Regions from separate parts of the Oryctolagus cuniculus genome. Here region 1 is linked to region 2. A link is a contact called in public Hi-C data. All regions are on one chromosome and are shown on one strand. The core of a region is the stretch at or near the end of the contact, and the rest is flanking DNA. Distances in the headings are between cores, read along the strand shown.

Region 1 (5,553 bases), core at 906-3,405, 170 kb after region 2:
ACTATTCAAAAAGGTCAATTTCTGAAGTCTTGCTTAAGTGGTTTTCTGTTCTAGCTTCTCATTTTTATGAATATTTGCTCTGTAAATGAAAATATTCTCAGTTACTCCATTCTACTCGAATCTGGTGACTAAACTGCTGTCTGTTCTGAGATATCTGAGATCAGAAGAGCTTTTCAGGTCATTTTAAATTTACATTAGCACAGCCGGCTCACCAGGCAAATCCTCCGCCTAGCGGCGCCGGCACACCGGGTTCTAGTCCCGATCGGGGCGTCGGATTCTGTCCTGGTTGCCCCTCTTCCAGGCCAGCTCTCTGCTGTGGCCCAGGAGGGCAGTGGAGGATGGCCCAAGTGCTTGGGCCCTGCACCCCATGGGAGACAAGGATAAGTACCTGGCTCCTGGCTTCGGATCAGCACCGTGCACCGGCTGCAGTGGCCACTGGGGGGTGAACCAATGGAAAAGGAAGACCTTTCTCTCTGTCTCTTTCTCTCACTGTCCACTCTGCCTGTCAAAAAAAATTTATAGTAGCACAATGTGTATAAGAAACCATAAGTACTGATAATACCTCCAGTTTGTCTTCTTAATGGTTCCTATGAAAAAGTCTTCACAATGAATACATAAAAGTACAGTGCATTTGGTTGGAAATTGTAAAAGTAACTAAAAATTAACCACATATTTTAAATAAACAGGTTACTACAGTATGCTTAGATGCTATAAAAATTAGTACATAAGGCATTTTCTTATAAACATATTGCTGTTGGACATACATTCAGCTGAGATGTATAGCCTGCATTCTTTTTTGTTCCTGTCCTAAATGGCACACACACATAAAGATGGCTTGATGGTAGGCAAAAGCTACTTCATGAAAAAACCTGATGCCCATGATCTCAAGCAGTACCTGTAGTTATGTCAAACAAGAAAAACAATTCTTATTTTGTCAGGCACGAAACACCTTGATTGTAATCAACTTTTGGTAACTTTAGAAAATCATATGGTGTCACTTTATTAAATGTCCATAGTTCTTTATGCAAGAGATGTGACATTATTTATAAATCAATGTTATTCCCAATGCTAGCAAGATTTTCTCTTTGTTGCTAGTATGATCTTTATATTAATACTACAGAAATATTTAGGACTTATTTATTTAGGATGTATATTGTTATAGCAACTACCTGGGGCACTATGCTAGATACTTAGGATACTAAAAAAATAAGATAGATTCTAGACCTTGCTTGGACCTCTAACAAGTGTAGTCTATTCAGGATCAGAGATACTACTTTCTAATTCAAAAATTTTTACTAAGTGTACTTTATACCGATACCCTAGAGAGAGAACAAGAAATCTACCGAGATCTTTGGCTCCTATATCTGCATACCTTGCATTTGTGAAGATCATTTGCTACTTATACGTAGACGTTACAAGAAGCAATGCCAACATCTAACATGGGGAGCTATAGATCAACTATGCCAGCAATGAAGCAAGTCCTGGCAAGTAGATTATAACAAGATAGTCTCCTAATACTCAGAAGAGAACCGATACCAAAACAGCTTTTGCAGATAAACAACAAAGATAAAATGTGATAGTAATGATGAGGAAATATGCCAAAAGCTATCATTCTGGAAATCTGTTCCTGTTTTATCAATTATTACTGTTCTTTTATAACTAAATGCAGTTCTCAGTAGTAATAAGGTAGGCCTCTTCCTTATTACTTCATGATTAGGACAAACATCTAATGCCAGTAGAAAACAAAGTTTTATACACCCAGTCATGTATGACGGAATCCTTCAGCCATCTCAGTCTCCATTGCCAAAACTCCCAGACGTTTTAACAAATCCAAGGAGGGAAATAATTTAGCCCAACTGTGATTCATCAGCTTGTCTACCAGTAGCACTTCTATTGCAAAATAGACATGGGAGACAAGTTTGGGGGAAATATAAAAGTCATAATTAATAGGATAGGGAAATAATTAGCCAGAGAAATTTAAAATAATAAAATAAAAAAAGACATGTGTCTGGGTTATCCTGAGACAGTCCACCACTGCATGAGATAAGGAAAGCACAAAATCCAGCCTCAGAAGATGACGAGGCTGGCGCAGTGGCATAGCGGGTTAAGTCACTGCTTGTGACGCTGGCATCCAATAGGGAGCCAGTTCAGGTCCCCTCTGCTCCACTTCTAACTGACCTCCCTGCTAATGGCTGGGCAAAGCAGAAAAAGATGGTCTAAGCGTGTGGGCCCATGCCACCCAGTGGACACCTGGATGAAGCTCCTGGCTACTGGCGTTAGCCTGGCTATGTGAGGAGTGAACCAGTAGATGGAAGATCTCTCTCTCTTTGTTTATCTCTCTCTCTCTGTGTGTGTGTGTGTGTGTCTGTCTGTCTGTCTGCCTGTCCTTCTCTCTATGTAACTCTGACTTTTGAATAAATAAATTAATTAATAAATCCTTAAAAAAAAAAAAGCAAAAGGACGAGGAACGCAGATCATCACTGTAGGCGGGACTTTAAAGCTGTTCAGCGAATCACACACATCTGAGCTCCTAGGATTTATTTAGGAAAGCAAAGTCCCGGTTCTCCTCCCAGAGACACTACAATAAAAAAAATTCATTTTAATGAGCTCCCAAAATGATGTAAACACAGACAAATTTTGGGAACTGCTCTCGATTTTGGAGGTTAGATGGAGCTGAGACTCAAATACATCACCAAGATGAAGGGCAAATGACAGTAGAAGGCAGTTTCTATACAATGTTTGTGACTTATATTCAAAAAGAGGTTGGTAACCATGAATCTTATTTTTTTCCTCCATGTCTCTTATGTTTCCCTATGCCTGGATTAACTTCAGGATGCCATCATTGTATTTATTTTCTGATGTAAGGGTACCTTTAATTGACAATTTAATGTGATTTCACTAAACACATATGTGTGTACAAATCTGTACCTGTATACATGTGTGAGTAAGTGTATATATTTGGTAAGGAACAATACAAACTGGAACAAATTCCTTTAATTTATGGTGAGTAAGAAAAATATTTTTACTCAGTAAGAAATGTTATGCTTTTCTATTCATTTTAATAAATGATTGAAAAACCTAGATTTGTAGGTGGAGGTCAGGATGGGAGGATATATAACCACTTGAGAAGTTAAAGACTTAACTAGTCCTCTATAGTAGATGGAAGGTAAACCATCATCTACCCTCCTACAGACCCAACTGAACAGAAGACTCAGGTTAGGTCATAGCCTAGGAGACAATACCTGGGTGTGATTTCATGAGGTCTGGCCCCAAAATCGGAGCTATGGGGGAAAATCTCTAGATGACAATGGCACTAACTTGTATTTCCTCTTCTCAGGGCAAAACAATGTTTACAAACTGGAGTCAGAGGGATATAGGAAGATTCAACTTCCAGCTCTACCCATGGTCCAGCCAATACACTAGTGGTGAATGATAAAAATTTAGTGCAAGCTAGCTTAATCGGAGAAGGGAAATTATATTTTTGTCACTGAGAAGGCAAGGAGTAGAGCTGGCCTGGCTATTTTGGTAAAAAAGAGCAAGGAGCCTCTTCCTTCCTTCCCTTTTATCTCCGTGTGGTTTCATTCTGCCTTGAGACAGATGCAGATGAGCTAACTACAGGGGATTAAGGGGGGGTTGAGTTGTGGACAGGTTCCCCCACCTTAGCCTGACAACTCAGTAAAAAAGAGCACGTGCCTGTCTAGCTGGTCATGTATGAATTCTCAGGGAGGATGATGATGAGTTAGATCAAAGCCACATGCTTATCTCTGAATGAATCGTTATAGCCAAAAGAGCACATAATTGGCCAATCTCTGACTGCATGCCCACCCCCACGCTCAGTGCATGATAGGGTACAATTTCAATCAGAGGCTCTATATGAGTGGGGGAGACAGTTCCCCGAGTTACAGGATTATGTTAGCAGAAGAAGAGGGAAAGAAATACTGGGCAGAGAGAAATATCCATTATAATCATTTACTGCACTTGCAACTTTGTCAAATTACTTAATTTCACAATGCCACACAGGGCTGTTATGAAAATTAGATGACATAAATTATATCAAGCCCTTGGCACATAGTAGATACTCAATCTGTAGCTGCTCCTGTTGCCCATCAGCTTTCTTCTGAAGCATTTGTAAACCATGGAAGTATATGAGAGCAATTCCCCAGGGAAAGAGTTTAATCACTCTATTAGATGGTGTTGGGGATAAGACTAACACCTACCTTGCAATCTGAGTTCAATCTTCGTATTGTCTGATAGATTTGTGATGTTTCATAGGCACATTTCCTGTTTTTAAAAAATTACACGTGCTGGCGCCGCAGCTCACTAGGCTAATCCTCCGCCTTGCAGCGCTGGCACACCGGGTTCTAGTCCCAGTCGGGGCGCAGGATTCTGTCCCGGTTGCCCCTCTTCCAGGCCAGCTCTCTGCTGTGGCCAGTGAGTACAGTGGAGGATGGTCCAAAGTCCTTGGGCCCTGCACCCCATGGGAGACCAGGATAAGTGCCTGGCTCCTGCCATCGGATCAGCGCGGTGCGCCGGCCGCAGCGTGCCGGCTGTGGCGGCCATTGGAGGGCGAACCAACGGCAAAAGGAAAACCTTTCTCTCTGTCTCTCTCTCTCACTGTCCACTCTGCCTGTCAAAAAATAAAAAAATAAATAAAAATAAATTACACGTGGAAATTACCTCCTGCACTTATCTATTCTCACTATGTTACTTAGCAGATTAAGGCGTGTGTCACAGACTGGGAACCTTGCCTTCTGTGCCCACAGGCTTGGTTCCTGGGCATCTAGCACTAGAAGCAGGTTTATCCCTACACGGAGTTGCTGGCTCTGTCCACTCCCATTTAAACCTCCTGAGCTTCTTGGCTAGGGCAGGAAAGCAGACAATCAGAGATTGCAGGGGGCAGCCGCTCAAGTCTTCTCACAAAATGTACCTCATCTCAGATGCCGAGTATGGCGAAGTCAGCAGGAGAGGGGTGGCATCGGTAGGGTACAAGGGTGCTGCAGTTCCTGCACTCAGTGGAGCTTGAATGTTAAAGCCCAAGTCCTTCCTTCATGCACTCCTTATTGCCTACTGTATACCTCCTCCAGAGCTCAGGCCTTCACATGGGTGGACTGGTACCAATGGGGTCACACTTCAAATTCAAGTGCCTTCCTCTATGTGATGTTTTCTCCATGTAACCCCTCACCCCCCAAAGGCTCCACCTGCCCCAAGCTCTTGGTTTCCCATCCTCCTGTGGCAGAAAGTAAGAAACACCTGCCCTGACCGCTGGCTTTTCCACTCTGTCTGGCTTTCCATAAGATCTTGCCAAAGGTGACACCATTCAACAACCTTACTTAATCCAAATTGAGGGAGATTCACGGTAGCACAGAGGAGCAGCTTGGGAAGTGTAACAGATTCATTGATGAATAATGAGACATACAAGATCCTGTGGAACACACAAGGGGCCAGTGTTGAGGTAGAAAGGCCCCAGCTGATGTTCATTTTCATCTTCAAAAGTGAGTATTTTGCTTGATGTACAAGGTGTAAAAAAAAGATTTCCAGTCCAAGGAACCAAAA
Region 2 (5,643 bases), core at 1,084-3,583:
TGGTCTGGGGAAACTATATGCTTTTCCATTTTTAAACCAAGACTGCAATCTTGATTCCAGTTAAGGAGCAGCTAAGATACAGTTTGTCTATTACAGCGATCCCTAGCCATCTGGGCCTGGCAAGACACAATTTTTTTCCCCCTTCAATTTTGTAACACTCCCTTCTCGAAAGGCATTGTGCAGCATAGGATTATTTTTTAAATGATTCTGAATTTGAATTAACTTTTTGGAGAATTTTGTGATGCCCTTTGAAGAAACTGGACATGTGTTGAGTGTCCAAAAGCTGGGCTAGAAATTGCTGGTCTAATGGTACATTAGGCTAAGAAGCTAAAAATTTTCTCAGTTGGGTGGATAAAACCACTAAAGCTTAGAAACTGTTTTCTCATGCAGCTATGTTTCTCTTATTTATGCCTTGAGGACTAATTTCTGGTTTTCTAGCTGTTAATGCACTGTTGACCTTCATAATGGTGCCTTATGCAAGTGACCCCGTATTGGGGGTCTCATACAGGGGTAAGGGTGATGCATGCTTTATTAAGGCTCTTTTTTCACCTGGCATTGTACTGTATCCATGTATAATACAGAAAAAAAATTCTCTCTGAGGTCCTCCTTCACAAAGACAAGCAGATGAAAACTCCCTTAAAACGTCAGTATTTGTTCAATATTTACACAACTTGACTGTCAGTGTTGAGATGGAAAACACGCGATGACTGACAAATCTGACCAATTCTGCCACCATGACACTTTCATATAGACCTTGCACACCAAGTGTACAGATCACACCGGCTGTATTTAATATGTAACATTTTCACACATATTAAAAGATACAGAAGTATAAAAAAAGTCAGTGTATTTGCTTAAAAGGCACAAGTTTCACATATCTATCTAGCTATCTGTTGGTAATACAGAAAGTATACTACTTTTAAAAAGTGGGCGGAATTCTTGTGTATGTATATTTGTGTGTACAGTATGTGTATGTGTATATATATTATATATATAGATAATATATAAATATTTTTTTTAAGGAGAAGCTAGAATGTTTAGCTAGAAAACTCTACAGCCTGTGAAGAAATATTTCAAAATGGCCATAAAGGAGGTAAAAAATGAAAACTATAACTTTTATAGAGGCTTTATCTTTAATTTAATGATTTGCTGAAGGCTTTCTTGGCGTTGAATCTATTCCAAACTGCCAGCCTACTCGTCTGTGTTGGCAGGTCTGGAATAGGGTACCTTTGGCCATTCAGAAGTGGCGTGAACACAATACTGGCACACTTGTTGAACTCAGACACACTAAGGTTTTGATTTTGAATTTCAGCCTTATTAGAACATTTAACCTAAGGGTAAGCTAATCACAGGGAATCTTTTTTAGAACATTTTTTATGCAGATGAAGCTATTTTTTTTTTCTCAGCATGTGGATTCTCCCAGTTTTTCCGGAAGTAATTTCCCCGAATTGGCATACCACAGCATGGACAGCTGATATTTCATCCAGCTGCTGGCTTGTGGGTGTGGATCTTTATACACACACACACACACACACACACACGTGAGTCTGGCTGAGCTGGTATTTTGTTTGATCTTCCTGGAAATGGGCAATGATTAAAGCTCACCTAACTGGTTTTTTATCTGGCTGATTAACACATTTACCTAGAGAACTCCTTTCATTTTTTTTAGGGGGGAAATGCACTTTTCTTTTGGCTATTCAAAATCCAAGCCCTTGATTTGCTGGGTTTTGGAAAACTCCTTTTTTGGCCCTGCTGTGTGCTTAGCCATAACAATTCCATTAAGCAAGACGGCAAACAAAAGACAGTAAAAACAAAAAACAAAAAAAAAACACTTGCACTGGCTTGTCTCACTTATGAAACACCATTGGGGTTGTTTAACTGGGTGGGGCTGGGTGCCATATATGTCAATGCCTGTAATTTTCATAATAAGCAAGTGCATAAAGAAGTACATTCTGTTCAGGTGATAACTGAGCCTCAATCAAGCAGAAACTTTTTTGCTTGAAATTAAAAAAAAAATTTCTATTAGTGAAATTTCTTTTTTTTTGGAAGCACCCTGTTCTCTAAAGAATCTTTGTAAGATTTTTGTAAAATTTTGTTTTACAAGATTTTATTTGAAATTGTTTTTTGCAAGATTGTTATATTTCTGTATGAATGTATTTTTTATTGGAATAACATAAAAGAATTCTTATCAGCATCTTGAGTCTGGTTGTTTTTCTGGGGGAGGTGGGAGGGAGGATGTTGAAACAAATTCCTGTGGCATTAATCATCTTGGCTTCCTCCTGGAGATTTCCATTGTGCAACCCTAAGGGCCATTTGCCTATTTCAGTCCCTTCCTCTCTGCTCACCAGAGCCCGTCCTGGGACCTGCAGTGAGGAGCCTGACACACTCTCTCTGAACTGCCTCCAGTGTTCTCCAGAGATTGACAAAACCACAACGCAGCTTTGGGGCACAGGAGGAAAACACTTGCTGCGTTTTATCTTCCTGTCACTCCAGCCAGGGGAATGTATTACAGAGGCATCCGCACAATGACAAACCCCAGTGACTCCCTTTCACTTCCCACTTAGCCGCAGCCCTGCTCTGGCTAAGCAGTGAGAGCCGGACGTGCCTTCCCTCACCTGGCTCGGCCACACACCTGGCTGAGGAGTGTCTGGGAGGAGTGAGTGTGATCGCAGGCAGGAAAGCCTTTCCCATGCCCTTCCTCAACCTGTTCTTCGTTATCACCCAGCCTGTGCTATTAACACAGAAAGTAAAAGATCATAGCACCAGAGGATTTTTACATCTTCTAAAGGCCAATGGGATGCCTTAAGTCTACCATTTGAACATGAAATACACAGCTTTGTGTCTTTTAAGACTGTTCTAGTGGGTAGCTTTTGATGTCAGTCTCAGTCTTACATTACTGCGTGCATCAGCTTGGATTGATGCATCTTGCAGTCCATTTTCAGACTCTATTAGCCCGCTCAGTAGTGACAGGGTAAAATCAATGCGTGTTTCTGTGGGAATGAGCTCCGTTCATATCTTGACGGTAAGGGTGCCCTCTGTTTAAGGTGGCTTCAGCGCGCAATGCTCCCCATCCTACTAGATCTTCATTTGGGCAAACGTGGAGTTCTGTAATTGGGAAGAGACGGTTTAAAGGCATGCCCACATTAGGAGTTTTAGGTCGTTTTCTTTCGTTAACTATGGTAACAACACCACCAGTTTGGAAGGAGTTGTGGTGGGGCACGGTGCAGGGAGCAGATGACATTTTTGCCAGGATTCATGGGTGTGTGTGTTCCGAAGCACATGTCAAGATGACTAATAGTTGGATTGCCCTAACTGTACAGTCTAAATAAAGTCCTGATAATGCATTCTCAGCTACTATAAAGACTTGACCACTTTGTCATGCAAAGGCTATGCCGAACAGCTAAGTTATGTTCAAATAAGGCCGTTAACAGAACTGTCGCACAGGGAATGAGCTGCAAAACTAGATTATTTATAGAAGTCTAAAATATTTCAGTCCGCCTAACAAATTTTTTGAAAACTAACTAAAAGAAAGGAAATGTTCTAGCTCTAATGAGCTGTGTGCTTTCGGACAGCACGCTGAGCCACATGGGCCTCAGTTGGCTTCTTGCTAAAATAGTTTGGGCTAGGTCACACATGTCTAGCATTTTCTATAGCACTACAATTCTGTGGTCTCTGAGTACAGGGTGGACTTCAAATTACACACTCACTATCTTCAGGGTGCTTGGTTTAGATCTAGAAAGCTTTCTCGTGTGCTACAGGAGAAAGTATCATTGAAGAAAATTGTTCTAAAAAATGGAAAAAATATCCTCAGGTTGACCTTCTCCCTTCACAGTTAAGTTATGCGGGCATTTGGTGCTTTATGACACACCATTTGGAAAGTAAAGACAGCAAACATAACACAACTTCTTTGAAAGGTACTCTTGTAGCTGTAAGTGGATCCAAGGTTTTCTGCGTTTCCACAATTCACCAACCTCTTTCCATGTCGAAGTGGCTAGCCCCTCTCTGCTCAAAGAACAATGGAGACAGTTCAAGAGAAGCTTCTCGCTCTTATATTTTAATTGCTGTAGAGAGAGAACAGCTCTTATACATAATTCCCTTCTTATGTTTTAGTATTATGCCCCCTTAAGTTATTTTTTAATAATTCTCCTTTCCAAACTGAATTGTTCCCTGCACAAAGTTTGATGATTACAATGAAGATGTCGATATCTACTAAATGCCTTAATCAGGATTTGGGAGGCGATATGTCTTATGTACATATTGCTTGTAGTAATACGGTATACAGCAACTATAAAACCCATTTTGTGGATGAGGAAAGCTGAGGCTTTCAGTGGCTATATCATTTTCCCTTCACTCAGCTAGGAAGCAGCAGGATCAGTGTCTGGTACAAGCCTCTTGGATGCCAAAGATCACATTTTCCAATCAGCGTCCTACCCTGTTTTTTGTCTTGCCCAACCTCTCATGAGTATCTTCTGTTCAATCTGTAGGACTCATCCTACAATGATGTTTCATTTATGAGATGGAGACTGAGCTTTCTCACAATTCAGAAGCACTAAAGCCATAAACTGTGCTGTAATACTGAGAAAACAAAAGTAACCATTTTGAATTGCTTTCAAGATATGAGACAGATGGCACGTATTTATTTTTAATGTTTAAGAATACACAGAAAGCAATTGGGGATGTGACATACTGCATTAATTGGCAGGAATCACCTAATGTACATAGTTAAGATACAAAGAGAGGAAAATTAGGTCCATGCATCACGCAAATGAGGCAATACAACAAAGTGTATTTAACTAGATTTATTTTATAGCAAGGTCTTTCTGTTTCACTCTAAGTAATCTTAATGAGAATTCTCTGAACAAAGAAGAGAGCAAATCTGGGTCCCACATGGCCTGGTTGAAGCCATTCTGGGTTGAAGAGTCACTGCAGGACTTTCAGTAAAAGACAGATTTAACCAGAATGCCCACTGTCTAAATGATTCTCTCCATACTCCAGATGTTAACCCATGCACATACCTTCCTTTATGTAATCTGTGTAGATAGGTCAATCATCAGATAGAGAGATAGATAATATATAGACATCTCAGGACCATGATCACTGAAATTGTTCCCTAAGATCCTTGGACTCAAATCTGCCACAAACAAGCAACATTTTTTTTTTTCAAAGTTCAAGTGCTTAGATAAGGCTAACTGCACATTATGCCACATACTATCATTTTCCTAAGATCTGTCCTTTGTCTATGACAAAGCACATTTATAGGTGACTTGAGTGTTCCCACTAAACAGTTCTGTTCTCCTCAATTCTGAAGTTTCGTATTACCACATTTCATTTGGATTGTGCAAGACTTGCTTCCAGATGTGCAAGATGCTTAATGACATGCACTGACATTGTCAATTTACTCCCTCTAAAACCGAGCAGCATTACCCAAGTGTCGTTTCTCTGTGTTGGTGAGGAGATGAGAAAGCAAGAGAGCTAAGACAACAGTGAAACGCAATGTTCCAAATCTTCCCTCTCAGACAGGGATTCGAAAAATCCTTCTCTACCATGCCCACCCTCCGTTCCACACCATATCATCCTCCACAAATCAAGTTATTTATTCGCAAATTCGAAAGCTAGAGCACCAAGTACACCAACAGGCATCCA

What was found. Hi-C and Micro-C count contacts between places; a contact is called where the count stands out from the background.
Region 1: a contact with region 2 is called in a Hi-C map of skin fibroblasts, with 4 times the contacts expected there. The contact joins two enhancer-like sites. A contact is called at or near these places in 2 of 6 Hi-C or Micro-C datasets (psoas muscle and skin fibroblasts).

Annotation. Positions count from the first base shown.
Region 1 is chr13:93,017,371-93,022,923 of mOryCun1.1, forward strand. No RefSeq gene overlaps it. Among named protein-coding and RNA genes, the nearest start is that of KLF6, 180 kb to the left of the region's middle. Within about 2 kb of position 2,156, at least 1 of the 8 cell types and tissues checked has an H3K27ac peak or open chromatin away from gene starts, as enhancers often do.
Region 2 is chr13:92,843,173-92,848,815 of mOryCun1.1, forward strand. KLF6 (KLF transcription factor 6) reads left to right here. Exons shown (of 4, transcript XM_002720810.5): 4 at 1-2,194. Among named protein-coding and RNA genes, the nearest start is that of KLF6, 9.5 kb to the left of the region's middle. Within about 2 kb of position 2,334, at least 4 of the 8 cell types and tissues checked have an H3K27ac peak or open chromatin away from gene starts, as enhancers often do.